Regions from separate parts of the Mus musculus genome. Here regions 1, 3 and 4 are each linked to region 2. Evidence: chromatin contacts called from public ChIA-PET and HiChIP or PLAC-seq data. All regions are on one chromosome and are shown on one strand. Each heading gives the region's core, a stretch centred on a gene start, on an enhancer-like site or on the middle of the called end of the contact. The rest is flanking DNA. Distances are from core to core; before and after follow the strand shown. Region 1 overlaps Gm30351 (a long non-coding RNA gene). Region 2 has its middle 8.1 kb from the start of Gm40047. Region 3 has its middle 43 kb from the start of Gm30292. Region 4 overlaps Gm30351 (a long non-coding RNA gene).

Region 1 (4,660 bases), core at 1,253-3,752, 370 kb before region 2:
ATCACTGAGGGAGGAGGGAGGCAGGTATCAGTGCACAGACACCACCCAGAAACAATTAAAGAATGATTTTATTTTAAACTGGGAGGAATCCTAAAACATTAGTATGTATGGAGGAGAGTGGGTGTGTGGGGCTTCGGAAGGCTGTGTCTTCTTGTCCTCTGGGAGATCTTACCAGCAACTGCATGGACCACAGCATTACAAAGGTAGAAAATAAAAAGGAATATTCCCTTTAGGAACACAGAGTTAAGTGTTGTTAGCAATGTGCTGTGTGGCTGATCACAGATGTCCAACAGAGATCTTAGAAAGGTTGAAAATGGAGAGAAACAGCCACAAGTGAGGACAGGGCTTTGAATCCCTGCTCCTCTCTGGATTAGTGCTCTACAGAAGAGCGCTATTGCTGTGTGCTCTACCTTCAGTCTCACATCGGCGAAATGAAAGAAGTAGAAATTAGTTTGCCTCCTGGGATGTTTCCAACACACAAGAGATGAAAAAGTGTTTTTTAGAAGTGTAAAAACAAAATTGTTATGGTCCATTTCAGTATGAGGGGCAGTTCGAGTCTTCTTAGAGTCATGGCTAACTATGCAGGAGGTGCTATCCTCACCTAGCAGCCAGTACCTCCTCCCATCTCTAAACTCTGAGTCAAAAAGAAGGGGAGGTGGGGATGAGGGTGGGGGTCGTGGAGGGCTGGGAGGTCAAGACGGAGGGGGACTGCGATGAGGATGTAAAGTGAATGAATAAACAAATTAAGGGGAAAAAAAGAGTTACAGGCAGTCTGCTATAGAACTGGGTCTGCATCAGAAGAGGGCACAGTCTCCAGCCCTGAGACATCCATTAGATGAGGCTTTGCTTCCTAAACCCATAGGGTAGGGAACTGGGGAAAGGTGCTATGCTAGGTGGTGAATCCCTAAAGTACTGATCTATGGGAGAAAGAGTGCAGGCAATTCTCACGGTCAGGGATTTGAGAGCCATGGTCATGTGGCCAATGAGCATGGCAGCCATTTTTATCTTTCTCTATGCTAGCAGCCCTTCCTTTCTGCACAACTGTGCTCACTAGTTTTATGCCAACTTAAGAAAAGCTAGAGTTACCACAAGCTAGAGTTACTGGAAGGGAGGGAACCTCACTTGAGAAAATGCCTCCATAAAATCTGGAGGTAGGACATTTTCCTAATTAGTGATTGATGGGGGAGGGCCCAGCCCATTGTCATTTCTGCCCTGTGTGAGTTCCTGCCCTGACTTCTTTCGTCGGACAGTCATACAGATGTAAGCCAAATAAACTCTTTTCTCCCAGCTTGCCTTTTGATCTCATCACAGCAATGGGAACCCAAACTAAGACAGCAGCTATATGTGACTTCAGTTTCACTAGTCTCTTTTATTTATTTTTACAAAGTGAGCCTCATATTTGCCATGGGAGGAGACATGAATCAGTTTGAGGACACTCTGGGAGAGGGTGAAGATCCAGGGGAGAATTAAAGTCCTTGAGGCTTTGAAATAAGAAAATGCAAACTCCTAAACCTATAGTGATTCATACCAAAAGAAGGAGAGAGAAGGAGAAAGGCATGGGGGGGGGGGAGAGAAAGGAGTGAGAGAAGAAATGAGCACTCAAACTGAAAGGGAATCTGAAAACATCTCTAGTCCCATGCCGGGAAGATCTAAGCCAATAAGCTGAAAGAGAAATGTGTGTTGTTTGCCTATGAACAGAAGCTGGATAAAAAAGTACAGATCAGGGTAGTGCGTGGGGTATATGGGATAGAAGTAGGTTTGTTTTGTTTAAAGAACAAAACAACCTAGAGTAAAAATGATAAAATAAGCTAAACCCCAACATACAACGAGCTCTTTATGTTAAAATGGCAATGAGGTGGCTTTCTGCAGATATCACCTCAAGCAGCTTTCTAAAAGGGTGGCTTCGGAGTGCATAGGATGAGATTCTCGGGAAGACCTGGTACAACTCAGTGAGTCATGGCTGAAAAGCATCCAAGTTGGCTCTAGTGGGTTCCGGAGCCACTGGGGGATGGTACTGGATTCTGGGAAAGTAACCAGAGGGCAGGTATAAACGCCAGCTCTGACCTTCCTTTTCCTGGCTTATTGGCTCTGTGTGTGTGTGTGTGTGTGTGTGTGTGTGTGTGTGTGTGTGTGTGTGTGTGAGACTTTCTATTCTAAACAAAGCAATTGCCTCCCTCCACCTATGACAACATTTTACACACACACACACACACACACACCGTGCTGAGAGATGGTTGTTGGAAACTGACCAACATCCATCCTTCTTCTCTAGGTAATATGAATGAAAAATAAATATTCAGGACAGAGCCTGACTTTGGTGATTAATTAATTGCTTGTTGTCAGATTTCCTTGGGGTTGACATCTATCCTGGCTTTCAGGCACATGGAGTGGGGTGGGGGAGGGAGAGGGGGAGGGGGAGGGAGAGAGAGAGAGAGAGATCACAGAAAGCAAAACAACCCCTACCCTTGCTTCCTGCCATCTAGAGTATTCTGTCTGGATAAACTGGCACATCCTGTACAGATGGACAGATACACCCAGTTCACCACTGCAGCAACTTGGTCCTCCCAGGCCCTTTGTGTCAGAAAGAAGAAAACTTGGTTAGCAATCAGCCTTGGATTAGGAGATTCAGAAACGGAAAACTGTCCTGGCTTCCGGTCCTAACTCAACTGAAAGTGAGAAGAAGTGGGAGGCAGAGGCACAGCCCGCCTGAGCTGGCAGTGTTCACAGCTCCGGCTCCCCAGGATGCACCACCCTTCCATCAGCAAGACAAGTCTTGAGTTCTGGAAAGTGGTTCTAGGACACGTCGTGTTACCTGTCACTAAATGCTCACATCTTCCAAAACATATGGACATTGAGTTCTGCCAATAAATCTGCTAGGCAATGAAAGGGCTGTCAGCAAACTCATTGACGAGCGGAAAGTTATGGAGACTTTCACAGTCTTCACTCTGAGAGAGAGGACTTACATTCTCTCTGGTGTAAGACCTATTACAACAGCATCTCCTAGGAAAATAGCACTGAGTGCCCACTGGGCTACACCCATGCCCCAGATGTCTACACCCACCTTCCCTCTTTATCTTGCACACAACCTCTAAGACATTGGTGCCACCTGAGATCCCTTAAGACAAAAAAATAATTATTGTGAACTTTGAACCCTTGAATTGCTAAAAATGTGCTTATAAACAGACACACGGATAGTGGTAAATCTGACTCAAGAAAACAAGCCTTGCTTCAACATAGTCCCTGAAACAGTATTTGTAGATGATGAATTCCTGTATAAAGGAACAATTTCCTGTAAATCAATGTACCTTACTTTAGGTTTCAACTTAATGCCAATGGCCCCATCCCCGTCCCTGAAAAACAAATGGCAGACAAATTGCTCATGATCTTCACTGGCAAGGGCCATGTGCTGTTTGGGGTGAGTTATTTAGACTCTCATTCATTTTTTTATTGGAAACCAGTATTTCTCAATAATGTTCCAACTATACTAATAGAGCAGAATACATCTGGCTACCTGTGTGATAGTGGGTGAAGATCAGCTGATTCTTCAGGCATTTTCTTTGCACGATGTCTCCAGGTCAACAGACAACAGCAGATGGTTTTAACGGAGTCATTGCTGTATCGTAGCATGGCTTCATTCCCTAGCTTCAGACATCATCAGAGCTGCTAGGGAGGAGAAGAAGCAACAGGGCATGGGGGATCCAGCTGCCATGAAGCCCCTTTCCAACTTCAGCCACAATACCAGATGCATCGAACTGAAGTTACCAGTCTTTTCAGATGTATTAAAACACCACACTGTAAGAGTCCTTTCTGTGAAAATTTATAAAATGTCTGTATGAATACGATCATCTTTTCAAACAGATATGGGCAACTCCCCTTTCTCTTTTGCTTCTCTCTCTCTCTCTCTCTCTCTCTCTCTCTCTCTCTCTGTGTGTGTGTGTGTGTGGTATGCATGTATGTGGGTGAACTTGTATCATGTGCATGCTGAGGCCAGAGGCTGATGCTAGTTGTCTCCTGTTGCTTTGTCTGGTGTATGCTGAGGCATGGTCTCTCACTTGAGCCCAGGATTTGCCCATTCACCTAGCCTAGCTAGCCAGCTTGCTTGGTGGATTCATTGTCTCCTCTTGTTAACAACCTGCACACGGTGCAATATGTCTTTAATTCCAACAATCAGGAGTCAGAGGCAGACATCTCTGTGAGTTAGAGGACAGCCAGGTTGTATGTAATAAATTCCACCATAGCCAGGGCTACATAGTGAGACTCTGTCTTAACAGACAAACAAACAACAAAAACTAAATAAATGGAGGTACATACTGTGTTCATAGATTGGGAATTTTGGCATAGTTAAGACCTAAATTGATCAATAGGTCAGTGCAATTTCTTCTAAAATACCAGCAGAGCATTTTAGACGAACTTATTATAAAGTTTGTATATGAAAATGCAAATGTTAGGGTTAAGTTAAAACAATACCAACAGAGAGTGGTATACAATGCTACAGTTCTCCGGTTAGCAAGACTGGCATCAATTGGGAAACAGAATATAACCAGTGTGATGGGGCAGAGAGTGGCAAGTCCACATATATAAGCTCTTGAGATGTGTGAGGAAGGTAGAGTAATGGGGGAAAGGTGTCCCTTTCAACAGGTGACACCACAGTGACTTGACA
Region 2 (4,611 bases), core at 446-2,945:
TCTCTGTCTAGATTCCTTCTTGTCATCTACTATAAGTGTCCCTATTGTCAAGGTTTGTCTATCCCCTGGATAACCCTCACCCTTATGGAATCTTCCTGAGGGACTCAGGACCTCTGGAAGAACAACAAATACTTTTAACTGCTCAGTCATCTCTCCAACCCAAGAAAATTAAGTTCTTAACAGTCACATTTTTAGAAGAGATTTTTGGCAAGCCCCTCAGAGTGCTCTAGCACAGCAGAAATGAAGTCGTTCCCTGTTTCCAGAAACACCTATCATCCCTTGAACGCTCAGCTGTGAGGACCTCCTAAAGCAGCTGTCGCACCTCCCACGCAACCCAAATAACTTTTAGTTCTTCTAAAGGGGCCTCCCCATCACTTCCAGGCTCGCTGGCACCCATTCCAAAGGGAGTCTCACAGACCGAGAAGCAGAAGCAGCAAACAAGCTGAGCCCTCAGCCTCAGGAATTAGGGAAGCAGGACACTGGCTAGTCTACTCTTGATAGTCACAGAACACAGAGCTCCCTAACATTCTGCAGTACAAAACTTGACCTAGGACACGTGGTCCAAAGAGCTCACTTGGGCATGGTTCTCTGTACCACGCACACATGCCCATCAATAAGAGGTAAAACATATATCAAGAAAAATTTAAAAGAGTGGTAGACATTGTACAGTGTGTACAGAGAGTGTACAGTGGTAGACATTGACAGTCACATCAATGGGAAGACTGAAGCAGGAGCATCCAGAATTCCAGGCCAGCCTTGGCTACATATAGCAAGGCCTTGCCTCACAACAAAGGATAAATAAGAAAAGACATAGTCCATCTCAAGAACACCAAAATAAGCATCACAGTGAAGCAGAAATGGAATGGAAATACAAAGTAATATTCAGGGCTGGAGACCCAGAACGTCTAGGCTCCTGTTCAGAAGGCAGAAAGTGGACATTGAACATTTCCGAGGAGCAAAGAGGTCCAGCCTCATTATGTAAGAGAGTGGGCACCCTGTTCCCTGCTTGATGAGCATCTGCTAACATCCTGAAGAAGAAAATGTATGCAGAACACGCCTCGAGACCTGCTGCCGTTCATTCTTTATGCTTGCCTAACATTGTCTGAGGCTCAGGAGTGAGCCAGATGGGGTGGTTAATTCTGACTGTCAGCTAGATTAGATTACAACTCACCCTCAGAATTATTGAAGCTTATCTGTGTGTGTGTGTGTGTGTGTGTGTGTGTGTGTGTGTGAGAGAGAGAGAGAGAGAGAGAGAGAGAGAGAGAGAGAGAGAGAGAGAGAGAGACTCCCAAATATAATTAAATTATTGGGAGCTCTGACCTAATAAATGGGTTATTCTATTGACCAACTGGATGATGAACGAAGTCACTGGGGAGGTGGTAAAAGGTAGAAGGACTTTTTCTTGTACTCACATCTTCCTGCACCACTCCACTCCACTTCCTCTCTACTCTAATGTGAGCTGTTCCTGCCATGGTAGACTGAACCTTCTGACATCCTTACCCAAAATAAACTCTTCTTCCTTTAAATTGCTTATGTCACACAAAAGTGCCGCATAAGAAAATAATGTGCTCTGAGTCCCGGCAGGAGGCCTGGGATGTTGCAAGATAATTCCACCAAAGAGCACACATAGACGGTCTTAACGATGAATAGAAAGACTATTGCCAGCTGACAACTGCGTGGGAAACTTGCCCAAATGGTATAGCCCCAAACTTCACCATGCTTTGCCTTTTATGCACTAAACCCACATCCTGGATGACACACTTTAGTTAACAAGAACAGTTAGCAAGAAGCAAAACTGAAGAAGTCAAAAAAAAATTTTAGTACATTTAAGGGGCTATTCCAGACCCTGGAACTATGGACTGGGTCTTTGATGAGGTAGGACTTTGTTCTGGTTTAGTCAGGAATTGGGGCCTATGTGCTAGGCTCTAAGGTCACAATGACACCTCCAATGTGGTCAATTGTGCTAAGGTCTCTGGCTGGTTATGGAGGCATCATCACTGAAGAAAACATCTGGATTCAACCCCTGTACAGAAAGTGGCAGTCTACTCAATCCTAGTGTCGTTGGAGTAGCATTGGGGACTGGAGCTGTAGTTCATTGGAGTGGAAACAATCCATCAGATGAAATACTCCATGGAAAAAACTAGTCTCTCTTTATCTAAAGCTGCTCTGAGCCCGCACTTTTTGTCACGGTTCATGATAAAAAAAATAAAATAAAATAAAGCCCTGGAATCAAACAGACCTGGACTCCTGTCTATTCTCTGATGTACTTTATCATTTTGCAGCTACTCCACTGATTAATGATAATACCTACCACAGAAGCAGCTAAAGGAAGTCTTACCATCTACCTATACAGTCTTCCCGTCTATAATTTGACTGATAATGTTTACTTCACAGGGTTGTAAGATACCAGGAGCTCATATGTGTAACCACACAGCACAGAGAGGGTACCCGGTCTTGATGGTAATTATGATCTGTTGATGCCCTCGTTGTCTACATGAGAGAATGGATCCTGCAGATACACAGTCTTATCTCCTGAGCAGGAAAATTGACAGGGTGCCGTTCTAGCTGAGCAAGAAATCTGTTGAATATGTGATAACCCCTGCGAAGAGTTTATAAAACTAGGTTCCAGTCTGTGATACTAAGGAAGCCGGAGTCTATATTCTCAGAGAAGTTAAGGTAGCTTTATGTGTGGAATCAGAGATTCTCGGAATGCTCTCAATAAGAACATCTGAGTTCTTATCTCAGGGCCTCAGTTTCCTTATCTGTAGGGCTAATGACAGTACACAGCACACAGGAACATGTGACATTAAATAAGATAATATTACCTTTATGACACTGTTTCAGACTTTTCATCACTCAGATGTGGCACACACCTGAGAGAAATATCTTAGAGAAAAGGAAGAACTTGGACTGAGCGCCCCAGGTGTTTCAGCCCTTCATGGGCAGCTAGGAGAAGATGGTTAAGCAGAGCCATCCATATCAAGGCTCCCAGAAATCACAAAGAGTGTCTGTGGTTCCAGGCTCCCTTCTTCTACCCATTTTATCCTACCTAGGTTTCTAGTCCATAGGTGGGGTAACTGATCCCCAAGCTGGGTCATCTCCCACTTTGTGAATCCTCAGAGATGGGTAGCAGTGTGTTTTACCACCTTCCAGGCACTTCTCAAGTCAATCAAGGTTATGGTCAAGATAAACTATCACATACCACAACTACCCAAACTACCATTTTGGTGTTTGGAGTTATTCACGCCAAAGCAGATGGCTAGACACTGGTAGTGCCAAAATTTGAAATCCAGGTATACAAAGCTCCAAAACTTGACCTTTTGCCACGTTCCAGTTACCTTGTTACCTCAAGGGAACTCACTGTACAAAAGCCCTTTGCTGTTCCTCAAGGTGTTTGAGAGCAGGAATTATATGTCTTCTTTTCCCATTTAGTATATGGGTTTATATTTTCCTCATTAAAACATTCCTTAAGCTAAATTTGAAAGGCTGATTGGATAAATGAATGCATTCATGCATAACGTAAATGAAAAAAAAAAAAGATCCTTACTAAGGAAGTACAGATCAAAAATACTCAGTCAAAAGCAGAAAGAATAAAGATAAAGAAGGGGAGAAGGAGGAATAAATTGGGGGAAGATTTGTGTAGTCGAGTGACAATGGGACCCTCTGAAGGATAAAGGTGAAAGGTTGTCGCCTTGACAGTAAAGAAAGGTGTGGGAGGTATACGGAAGCAATGGCTGGCAGGAAGGGGGGACAGCTGAGGACCAGTGATGCTCTCAAGACCACTGCTGTGAATGGGTGAGCTGTGTAGTGCTGAGCACACAGCAGGAATTGTGTTTGCTTCCTATGACATGGGATGAATCTGATGCTCCTAAGCCCTATTAACTCCCATTTTGGAGTTGGGGGGGGGGGGGACACACACTAGGTTGAAAATTCTGGAAAGGAAAGAGATCCTCAAAAAAAAATTAAATTAAAATTTTTTTTAAAAGTGTCCTTGAAAGGATCAAAGAGTTGGACCTAGAATTTTTAGGCTTGAGGGTTACAAACCAGTATTTTAGGAAGGGGGACAAAGAACGCAGTGGAGATTGTTAGAACACATCGCCCTTTGAAAGACTATGTGAGTGAGAGTGGGATGGGTTTGTTTGGGTCCTCATGCAATGCCTTCCTCCCCTTTCTGAAACTGAGTTGTAGTCAAAATATGTTTAAAATAATAGCTGTTGACAAAGAAGTTGCATTCAAGTTCTCTATGACAACCACACAGCAATGAACCTAGCCCCCTGCGCAGAGCTTCTGCAGTTCAGGTTAAACTCATCCATCCTGTCTGTCTGTCTGTCTGTCTGTCTGTCTATCTATCGATTGATCAATCCATCTATCGATCAATCTCCTTATCTCTGTCCATATCCCCCTTCCTTTAATAAGCATTTACTAAGTAACTATCTGTAGCCTACCATTTACGTCCTTAGGTTAGGTAGCTAGTCACAGTGTAGTGTTTCTTAGTAGTTAGGATTACCTCTGAGCATCTGAAACCCCTGTAACACAGGCTTGGACCCGTTCTACTCTTTTGTACAACCTAATGCCAACCTAACCCTGCTTTCTCTCTCCTTTTTCAAAACC
Region 3 (4,795 bases), core at 1,932-4,431, 270 kb before region 2:
GGTAAGGTGGCCCAGGCTCTGACAGCTGTGCGCCACATTGCACTGAGTACTGCTCAAGCTGAGCCACAGCCCCTGGATGCTCTTGTCACTCAAATAAGTTCCAACTTTACATACCTATAGCCCCCTCTCCCCATGAATAAACCTCATGCCTGGTGAACCTGCCCCAAACTGCAGCACTAAAACCTTCTGCATGTCAGATCAAACTCAACACCCAGCCTTGATGCTTGTCCCAGAGTTTCTCAGAACAGATGACTAATGTCAAACCCAGACACAGGAAGGGGAAAAATTGCGTGCATTTATCTGTTTTGTTTTTTTTTTTTCTTCATCTTCTCCAGAATAGAAGTGTTTGACCATTTAGCTTAGAGGCTAAGAAAATAAGCTGTCACGCACTGCTGATGCTGTGTGTGCCCGTCTCTCTGGAGGCAGGCAGACGGTGTCTCTGTGAACAGCACCTACTGCTGCCCGACACGTGTCAGACAGGAGGGGTACACTCTGTGCCACCTCCTCGTTCAGCTCCTTCTTCCTCTTGCAGGAGGCAGGAGTTCACAACCTTTCATGCCTTTTTATGTAACAAGCTGACAGAGATCATGTAAGCTGTTTAAAGAGAGGCGTCCCAAATATCCTGACCAAAGCCAAGAATCAAAGCAAACAGAAGTAGAAGCATTTGTGCGACGTAATGACAATAATTCTAATTCTTGAGGCATCAATGTGTCCCCACTTTAGGCTGGAAGCAAGGCAGGGCTCTGGATTCCAGTGCTCACATCGTCATTGCTTGCCGGAGGCAGCGGCAACCTTCTGGTGCTTCCAGACAACACCTCTTCACTAGTTCACAGCCAATGTCCTTCCACTCTGCTGTGTATCCTCAACATCAAGAACATGCGCAGCCATCCCACTGGCTCGTCTGCCCACGACCTTTCCCCTCTATCCTCTTAGAAGATGGAAACCAAACTTTCACCTCCTGCCGAGCAAACGGAGCCCTTCCTTCCACAATGAATAATGACAAAAATGCCAGCCTTTCCCACTTGGCACTCAGGGTTGGTATTGGACAATGAACTGGAAAATACATGGTAGAATTCTGTGGGTCTGTTGACAATACTTCAAGTGGTGGATTTTAAAAAAATACATCTGTGTTTCAGATATAAAGTCTCTTGAGGGAGAAGGGAGTATTTCTGATAAGTGCACAAGTATCATCAATAGAATTGACTTAGGGCAGAGGCCAGCCCCCAACGAGGATGCACAAGCAATTCTACTCAAACGGCATCCACGTTTGCCTGAACTCTGTATCGTTCTTTCCATCCCTCACTGAATGGCTTTCAGACTAAATTCCAGACTCACTGGGAAGATGTCACACCACCAGAGTTACATTCAAACCTTTTATCTTGTCACAATTCTCTAAACATTTCGTACAACTATTCACCATGCTTGCAATGGGTTGGATATTGTACTGTTCTAGATTAATCTGAAGTGTTCAGGGGGGTGGACCTAGGCTATGCACAAACATTAAGCTATTTTATATAAGAGTCTTCTTGCAGTGGGACTGTAGTGGTGCACTCCAGCGTTGAGGAGGCAGGTGGATCTCTAAGTTCAAGGCCAGCTTGGCCTCCAGAGTGAATTCAGGGCTATACAAAGAAACATTGTCTCAAAACCTCCCTTAAGAAATCTTCTTGTACAGAGTTTGGTACTGCCAGGGTTCCACTAAGATATGCTTATCCCATTCGAACATTACCGCAGATACCTAAATTGCTTAAGATAAAGTTTAAGTGCACAGCACATTCTGCCTCAAGATGCCACCATTTTCAGTGGCATAGATAGTTATATTCCAAAGCCATTGGTGCTGCACAAAGGCCTCTGAGAAGGACAGGGAGGTAGCAGGAAAGGGACAAAAAGACCAGACCCAAAAGGTCTGGGCAGGAAACTGTGGAGACCTGAGGGCTCATTAGGGAAGCTTTGAGCTTCTTCCAAGGTGAGGAGAAGCCTCCCAGAGCTGTGGTTAGCTGCCGACTGTTTCACAGGAGGGCTCTTTTGAAGCTTTCCAACAAACTGCTGGGAGCTGGCTTCCTCCTGCTTACACACTTTACTCTCTTCTTTATCGCCATACTTTGTATCGAATATCGCCACATTCCCAGGTGCATGGCACTTCCACCCAAGTCCCCATACCTCTCTTCTTCAAATGATTTAGTTACTGAAATCTGTGGTCCCATCTCCTTGGACTCATTAGGTAGCTTGATAATATTTTTACATGCAGGCCGGGAAGAAAAATAAAAACTTCTCAATTTTCAAATAATTTTTATTTATTATCAGACACAAAATAGTGTACTTTAGAATCCTAGGGTCTTTGGGGATTGGTAGCCAGAGTCTTGATTTTGTTATAAAGGATATTATGTATCAGTATTGGGTAATAGTGCAGCTTTCTTGACCAGTGAAGAGGAAAGAGGACAATTCCTTATTGCAGGAGGCTGTCTGAAGTACCAGAATGCTATACCAGAATTTTAAAAGGCACAGGGTAGGCATTTTAAGCACAGGGAAGCCCCTACCTCTCAAAATATAAAATAATGTTTTTAACCATAGTGGTAATTCCATATGATGGACTTTGTTAAACGTAAAACCACTAATATATATGAAAACACAATTTATCAAATTTTACCGACTAGTAAATTACAGGTTGTATTGACTCACTATTTGAAGCACTAATGGAATAAGGGAAGCTAAAAGCTGTCTTTTCATTGGCTGGGTGGCTGGTCTTCAACAGCTGGGCGACCAGTGTGGTAAACAGGAAGCCATCTCCATGGTAATGGGCAATTCAACTTAACTTTTTAACACGCTAAGAGGTAATTACTTTTTTTTTTTTTAATTTCCATTTTTAAAACGTTTGGAGTTCATGACAACAGTGAGGACCCGAGGGTCAGGCATTTCCTGGTCGTTAGTGAAGCTGACTTTAGCTGACTTTAGGTCACTAAGAATTAAACGTTGTGACCCCCCTCCCCTTTTTTTTAATGAAAAGTGAACTGTGATTTTTTTTTTTTCTCTTTCTCTCCTCTTCCTGAAGTCTGCAACACAAATAAATGACAGAATTTTATGCTCACACACATGGTGTTTTGATTTCCTGCAGATGATAAGATCAGGGTGGAGGACCGATAACCACAGGGTGTAGGAGGGTGGGGCTCAGGCAGGCCCACATTAAAGCCACAGGTGGGTCCCTGACAGATGAGAAGATGAACCAGGGCTGAAGAGGCCAGCCAAGACGGTGAGTTCTGCTGAGACAACCTGGAAGGAGAAGATGGGCGGTCTCAGGGCAGAGGAGAATTCTGTTGGAGGCCGAGCTCTGCCAGGGACTTCTAGAATACACTACAGAGCCTGTATCCTAGGCAGCTGCCTGGGTGTGGTCCCCCTCTAACACCCACATTTTCTCTTCCCTACCTTAATAATCTATGCACTTCAAAATTCCAGGCAAGTCTGCATTCATAGGCTGTCTTGAGAACAAGAAATAAGAACAAATGAAGTCAGTGTCCACAGTAGCAAACCACAGTCCAGCTCTCTGCAGGCAGCGCTTGCTCTTCAACAGCCTGTCGCTGTCAAAGGTAGCTAGAGTCTGCCTAGCGTTGAGTCTCCGCAACACTGTAGCAACCCTCTTCGCCTTTCCCACGCTACAGCCTGCTCCCATTAGCCATCAGTGAGTGTACAGCCAAGCAGAGAAGACAGATGAGACTCTCCAGCAGCCTAGGGCAAAGTCTTGGGAAGTCCCCAGGTCCAAGAGTTGGATGGACCCAGAGAAGCTTCAGGGTGCAACAAGTGCATTTCTACTGACTATAGTCTTTCCTGGTCCAGAACCCATGTCCAAAAGGTTCTGGCAACACAGGAAGGAGAAGAAAGATTCTGATAAAAATGAGTTGCCCACAGGGTATACACAGAAGTCTCGGGGGTCGTTGATGCTTTTCCGGGAGCCATCTGATGACTACAGCTTCAGACAAGAGTGCTGTCCATTCTTATAGTCAGTATTTAAATATTCAGTACTTTAAACAGAAATACTTCTATTGATTTTATTTTGAGCTATTTTATGATTTTATTTTTGAGACAATGTATCACTCACTCTGTAGCCCAGGCTGCCCTTAAGCTTTCAGTCTTTCTGTCCCAGCTGCCAGAACACTGGGATTACAGGTTTTCCTTAAACCCAATTAGCGCGCAGAAGTCCTGGATGCTGGAGGGAGGATGGATGCCATGACAGAATGTCTCAGGAGCTAGGCTAGCCTGCAGGGATGTAGACTGCTTCCACAGGCTCAAAATGATTCTACCTCCGTTTCTGCAAGAGTTTTGTGACCACGGACCCCGTTGATCATGTGCACACAGATGCCTTAAAGCTGTTCAGACCAGGATCTTATTCAAATCTGATATTAGAAGCTGTTCTTTCTTAGCCCCACCCCCATCATCAATCAGTTCATCTGTACATAGCTGGGTCTACGTTCCTGTCAGGACCAGTCCCATGACTGTGTGCTCCTGGCTGGGATAAGACTTCTCCTGCCTCACAGTGAATCCGTTTAATGCAGGACATAGTCCATGCTGCCTTGCTTTCAGATACTATTTTCATATCATACATAGGGTGTGCTCTGTATGTGTAAAGCGTACACAGGGCCAGGATTTCTGCTTGCCTCTTGTTCCTTGAGCAGTTTAAAGTTTGTTCACTTTCTCCTGACTCTCATTCCTCTCAGGAAATCCATTTCCAGGGGCAGGCTCTAAGAGCATCACTCTCATTGCTTTTACTTACTCTATTAGGCCATGCTTCCTACATCAAAACTCTTGC
Region 4 (4,808 bases), core at 817-3,316, 380 kb before region 2:
TCTGCTGAGGCAGGTGGCTCGGGAGCCCCCAGTGTTTAGGTTCCCCTTGAGGGCGCTCTGGTGTCTATAGATGTGCTTAAGAACAAGAGTTGTCTTCAACACGTAGAACTCTGGCCCATTCACTTGCAGGAACTCCGGAGTGAGCGTTGCCCGGTGGAGGAGTGAACTTGGTGCACTGCTCCGACCCAGCTGAGCTTGGAGGGAAGCCCAGCCTCAAGCTAGCGGCATTGCTCTTGACCAAGTGCAACCGCTTCAGCCTGTGACTCTGGTATGGGCATCTCTGAGCCGTGCTCCTTGATGAGAGCGTGGGTGCCACGCTGCAGCAATGAAGGTAACTGACTGACGGGCCCTTCTGAGGCTCGGCCCCAACAGCAAGGCTGGAAAGACTGTGTCTAGGAAACATCTGGGCGTTGTCAGGATATGCAGCGGCACTTACAAAAGAGAACAGAACAAAAGAGCGCATACACTTTTAGGTATTTCTACCAATCTTTTTATTTTTTTAGTTATTTGCTGTTTTTTAATAGAAGAGGAAATTTTAGCAGGACTAAGCTTCATGCAATATTTTCTTCCTTAGTTATTTAAACTTTTTTTTTTTTTAACTTACAGAAATCCTTCCAATTACAGATCAAAGCACACGAAAAGAAACACTTCTAGAATCAAAACCAGGGTTAAGGGTAGGTAGAGGACGAAGGACTCTGTGGTTTGTTCAGCCTAGAGGAATGAAGGAAATGATATTTCAAAGTGAAGACTGAAGGGCAGAGCTCATCACCGTGGGACATAAATATGATATATTGTACAGTGAGGAGGAGGAGGATGCTGAGGTCAGGATAGAGCCACGTTGTGCCTCAACCATATACATCTCCAGTCAGGAAATCCTGCTTCGTGACAGCAGGAAATTCAAGAGCACTGGGAGGTTCCAACCTCAGTCCCAACTTCTCTGTGGTGCGAAGGGGGGTTGGGGGGTGGTGGCTATCACGCTGGGCAAAGGAAGCTCTGTGTATTCCAGGGAGAAGAAGGGAGGAAATTAGTTACCCAAAACAACTAGGTTCAGAGGCTCTGCTGCAGGGAGAAAAGCCCCCACATCCCACGAGATTTCAGGAAGCCGGTCCAGCCCTACTTAGCAGCATGAATAGGCAGAGGAAAGAATGTGAAGGCAGATAAAGAGGGCTGCCACAGCCCCAGCTGGGCCTGTTTAAATAAGTCTGGCATCGAATGGAAGATGAACAGGGAGGACTGGGGAAAGGCATGTGGCTCTTCACAATAGTGCCCCCCCCTCCGAACCTCCCCGCCCCGCAGCATTTTTTCTGAGTGGGCAGGGAGTAAGGAGTTGGTCCAGGGGTTAGATGACCCCACCCCACTAGGATGGTGGATCGGATGACCCGTTCACGATGAACCTGTAGCCTTCAACTTTGTGATAGTGACATTTCAAACAGTGAAAGTGAGAGTGGTTTCTGAAAGTGCTCTCAGGAAGATCCACTCTCTGCCCTCTCTGCCCGCTGACTTAAGGACTCCACATTCTGGAGGTGACACTGAACTTGACACTCATGACTATGCTGTCCACTTGTTGTTGGAATCAAGCAGACGCTTTTACGAGTTGATACATTTCTATAATGCCTCTGTGGCAAACAGAAGACTGGTGGAAACCATCTCCCATTCATAATTTACCAACTGCATGTTCTGAAGAAACCATTGTATTTAGAAGGCACACAATGACTGCGACATTTAACGTTATTCATCATGATGCGCGAACCCCAACAGATCGTTTACTGGAAAGTATTTTGAGAAATTTACAGATGGGAAATGGCAGGCACCACAAGTCTGCTGGGTCTCTGCCCATTCTTTTCAAAGGTAGGAAATGTCCCTTTTCTTTGTGATATTGGCTCACCACTCTGTGAACCGGAGTGAGTAGACTGGGTCAAAGGTGAAGGGAGCGGAGCGAGCAAAAGTGTGTGGGTGATTACTGCACACGGGCCTCCTTCCAGGCAAGGTGGTCAGGTTGATCTCAGCACAGTACTCTCCCTCTCTCTGCCAAGAGGATGCGGTTAATTGGATTGGCAGATGTGGGAGGAACTGACGCTAGCAGATCATTTAACCAAATGCTTTAGTGTTTAACTGGATTCTCTATCAAGTGGTGTGCATCTACGCGTGCAGTCATTCTCACAACAAGCTTATAAGGGTTAGCCCATTTTACAGAAGAGAAACCTCCCAGCAATTTTGCTTTAGGACACAGAGGTATTAAGACACATAGTAAGATTTATAGCAAATGCCTGACTTAGTTCCCCCCTTTAGATTTTAAAATATATTTACTTAAGGTTATTCATCCATGGGCATATATTCATTTAAAGATGGGATTGGCAGTCCGTAGGTAAGCTTCCCGTGGAATTCCTTGTGTTGGGGAGGGAACTGGAGAGAAGGTGCATTTATGTGGACTCTTCTCAAAGTGCCACGCCCAGCGTTTTCTCCCACCGCAGTGGCTCTTCTAAAGACCATACAGATTGAAAATCCTACTGCTCCTTCTATCTTTACCTGGTCCCTTCAGATGGTCCTGGGTAAAACTTTATTTCAGCTCTCACTGTGAATACTCAGGATTGTGAACCCTTCAAAGCAGAAAATCCCACCATCAGGAAAATTATATTTGATGTTTGCTCCTGTTTGGACCACCCTGTGGCTGCCACTGCCTCTGCTGATGTCATCATCATCATCATCATCATCATCCTCTTGTGACCTGTGTAGGACCTGTGCTTCTGGAGCCATTCCAGAGATGGGAGGTGGTGATGACGATGTCTTGGAAACCTCTGGTCAGAAGCTTGGCTTTATATAGAGTGTGGCCAGATGGCTTTGTCATCTGCCTTATCCACAAGTCTCCATTTGATAGGAATTCTGTGAAGTATAAGCCAAAAGGAAATTCAGATTAACTCTGCAGATAGTCAACAGAGAGAGAGACAGACAGACAGGCAGACAGACAGAGACAGAGAGACAGAGAGAGAGACAGAGACAGACAGACACACACATAGAGGGAGAGACAGAGATAGACACACAGACTGAGAGACAGAGAGAAACAGACAGACAGACAGACAGACACAGGGGTAGGGAATGCAAGGATGCTGTGAAGGTTAAGAGAATGGACGTACACCTGGCACTGAACGGTGTCTGGCAGCATTACATGTCGGCTGTTATTGTCACTGATGTTTTAATGTGTTGCTTTCTGAAGATTTGGCTGTAAATAATTAAAGGACATGTGATCTAAAAAGATGTCTTAAAGTCCCATTTACTGAGCCATTTTTCTTTGTCATTCTTTTCTCTTACGTCCTTATTCTCTCCGTCCTTACAAAGGTAGTTTCTTCAGTCAGCAAAGATACTCTCATGCAGAGGACAAATAACGTGTCCACGCTTGGGGCCACTGATTTTAAAATGTGACATTATAAACCGGTAATGTTCACTATCAAATACTCAGGGATACCAGAGAATGAGTAGCAAAAGCCAGCCATTTGTAGTGATGCAGTTTTGAGGGGCAAAAATCAGAATGCCTTGAAGAAGTGAAGGTAGTCAGCGGGGCCTGTGAAATATCACCACGCAGATGCATTGTACGAACAGAACTGATAGAACACTGAGGTATTTCTGAGAACCACACAGTCTTTCTTGGCTCTAGGTGAGGTTAACTTGGGTGTGGGAGAAGTAAGCTCCCAGCAATATGACCGAGCCAACGCCAACACCACCCTGAGTGAGTGGCTTCTGGGCACTTGTCTCCTGGATTTGAAGAATGAAATTCTCAGAGCACAGTGGGCGAGTTTTAGAAAGATGCACCTTATTGTAAGGATCTTCAAAGCAAAAAGTCAGAGCTCTGGTGCATAAGAGGGGTCTCCGGGAGTGGGTGCCACTCAAGTGCCACTGTCCTGGACTTAACAAGGCTTTACCTGATGAAGAAATGGAGCCATCATGAACTGTCCAGTTTCCACACTAGGTGGCCAGGTCTTCAGTATGGTTTCCAGGAGCGAGGTACCCATCTAAGGAAGAAAGACAAAGAAAAGCCAGACCTTCCTCCTGGCATCTCTGGCCTCCAGTAAGCATAAAGCTACCAACATGGGCCCAAGAGCTTTTCTGGATTTCAGTTAACAGAAAAACAAAAAACAAAAACAAAACAAAACTAAAACTATTTCCTTTGGGCTCTTTTACCCTAAAGCTGCCTAGCCAATTTTTATCTCCCCTTCTTATCAATAAGCAGAAGGGGCAGAAAGACCATTTACAAAGAAGTAATGGCAATGTCCTCTCAAATTAAAACTGACATTTGTTTTGTCCCCTCCTGTCCTACTGTAACGTCTCTTAATCCTTATGTTTCTACTTCTTGCTATTGATTTTAAGAAATGTTTGACTTGAAGATGTAAAAGTCACAGTGGCAAGGTTGGGTCAAAATGTTCATTTGTTAGAGATGTAAGTACTTTGCATATAACTTTAAATTCACACTGCGACCATTCTCTACCTCTTTGGTGGCATCTTTAAGGGGATTGATTTTGTGTGTGAGAGTGAAGGAAACAGAAATTTGCATGAGAGTTGTGTGGGAATGGACCAATGCCCTGTTTCACAATAGTGGTTTTTTTTAATTATTCAGGGTTGTTTGTACATGTGATGAGTTGTTGAATCTTTATAATTCTTCATCACCAAACTCATTGTTCAGCTGCCTAATCTCATTAATAGATTATTTCTACAGAGTGGCTTATTTGTATATGTGTGTGTGTCTCTGTGTGTGTGTGTGTCTGTGTGTATGTGTGTGTGTGCGTATGTACACCAAGCAAATGCTCTATCACTGAGTC

The links. ChIA-PET counts read pairs in DNA pulled down with a chosen protein or histone mark. HiChIP or PLAC-seq counts read pairs in DNA pulled down with a chosen protein or histone mark.
Region 1: an H3K27ac HiChIP or PLAC-seq map of regulatory T cells shows a contact between it and region 2, with 3 times the contacts expected there. The contact joins two enhancer-like sites. A contact is called at or near these places in 1 of 15 datasets of contacts at CTCF or cohesin (pro-B cells), 3 of 484 Hi-C or Micro-C datasets (B cells and embryonic stem cells) and 5 of 115 datasets of contacts at active chromatin or transcription factors (T-cell acute lymphoblastic leukemia, large pre-B cells, memory CD8 T cells and 1 more).
Region 3: a contact with region 2 is called in an RNA polymerase II ChIA-PET map of memory CD8 T cells, with 587 read pairs. The contact joins two enhancer-like sites. A contact is called at or near these places in 1 of 39 promoter capture datasets (the C10 cell line), 2 of 15 datasets of contacts at CTCF or cohesin (large pre-B cells and pro-B cells), 21 of 484 Hi-C or Micro-C datasets (B cells, CD4 T cells, CD8 T cells and 12 more) and 9 of 115 datasets of contacts at active chromatin or transcription factors (CD4 T cells, CD8 T cells, T-cell acute lymphoblastic leukemia and 5 more).
Region 4: a contact with region 2 is called in a BATF HiChIP or PLAC-seq map of CD8 T cells, with 5 read pairs. The contact joins two enhancer-like sites. A contact is called at or near these places in 3 of 484 Hi-C or Micro-C datasets (Th1 cells, embryonic stem cells and nephron progenitors) and 3 of 115 datasets of contacts at active chromatin or transcription factors (CD8 T cells, T-cell acute lymphoblastic leukemia and regulatory T cells).

Annotation. Positions count from the first base shown.
Region 1 is chr3:52,935,978-52,940,637 of GRCm38.p6, reverse strand. Gm30351 (a long non-coding RNA gene) reads right to left here. Exons shown (of 5, transcript XR_375652.4): 2 at 3,512-3,660. Among named protein-coding and RNA genes, the nearest start is that of Gm30351, 5.1 kb to the right of the region's middle. Within about 2 kb of position 2,502, at least 14 of the 459 cell types and tissues checked have an H3K27ac peak or open chromatin away from gene starts, as enhancers often do. A contact at or near this core is called in regulatory T cells, where this site is marked.
Region 2 is chr3:52,569,740-52,574,350 of GRCm38.p6, reverse strand. No RefSeq gene overlaps it. Among named protein-coding and RNA genes, the nearest start is that of Gm40047, 8.1 kb to the left of the region's middle. Within about 2 kb of position 1,695, at least 48 of the 459 cell types and tissues checked have an H3K27ac peak or open chromatin away from gene starts, as enhancers often do. A contact at or near this core is called in CD8 T cells, CD8 central memory T cells, DN3 thymocytes and 7 more, where this site is marked.
Region 3 is chr3:52,838,752-52,843,546 of GRCm38.p6, reverse strand. No RefSeq gene overlaps it. Among named protein-coding and RNA genes, the nearest start is that of Gm30292, 43 kb to the right of the region's middle. Within about 2 kb of position 3,181, at least 56 of the 459 cell types and tissues checked have an H3K27ac peak or open chromatin away from gene starts, as enhancers often do. A contact at or near this core is called in CD8 T cells, CD8 central memory T cells, DN3 thymocytes and 7 more, where this site is marked.
Region 4 is chr3:52,952,004-52,956,811 of GRCm38.p6, reverse strand. Gm30351 (a long non-coding RNA gene) reads right to left here. Exons shown (of 5, transcript XR_375652.4): 4 at 3,915-4,004; 5 at 2,313-2,880. Gm30402 (a long non-coding RNA gene) reads left to right here. Exons shown (of 3, transcript XR_867282.1): 2 at 1-473; 3 at 607-636. Among named protein-coding and RNA genes, the nearest start is that of Gm30402, 3.5 kb to the left of the region's middle. Within about 2 kb of position 2,066, at least 40 of the 459 cell types and tissues checked have an H3K27ac peak or open chromatin away from gene starts, as enhancers often do. A contact at or near this core is called in CD8 T cells, Th1 cells and regulatory T cells, where this site is marked.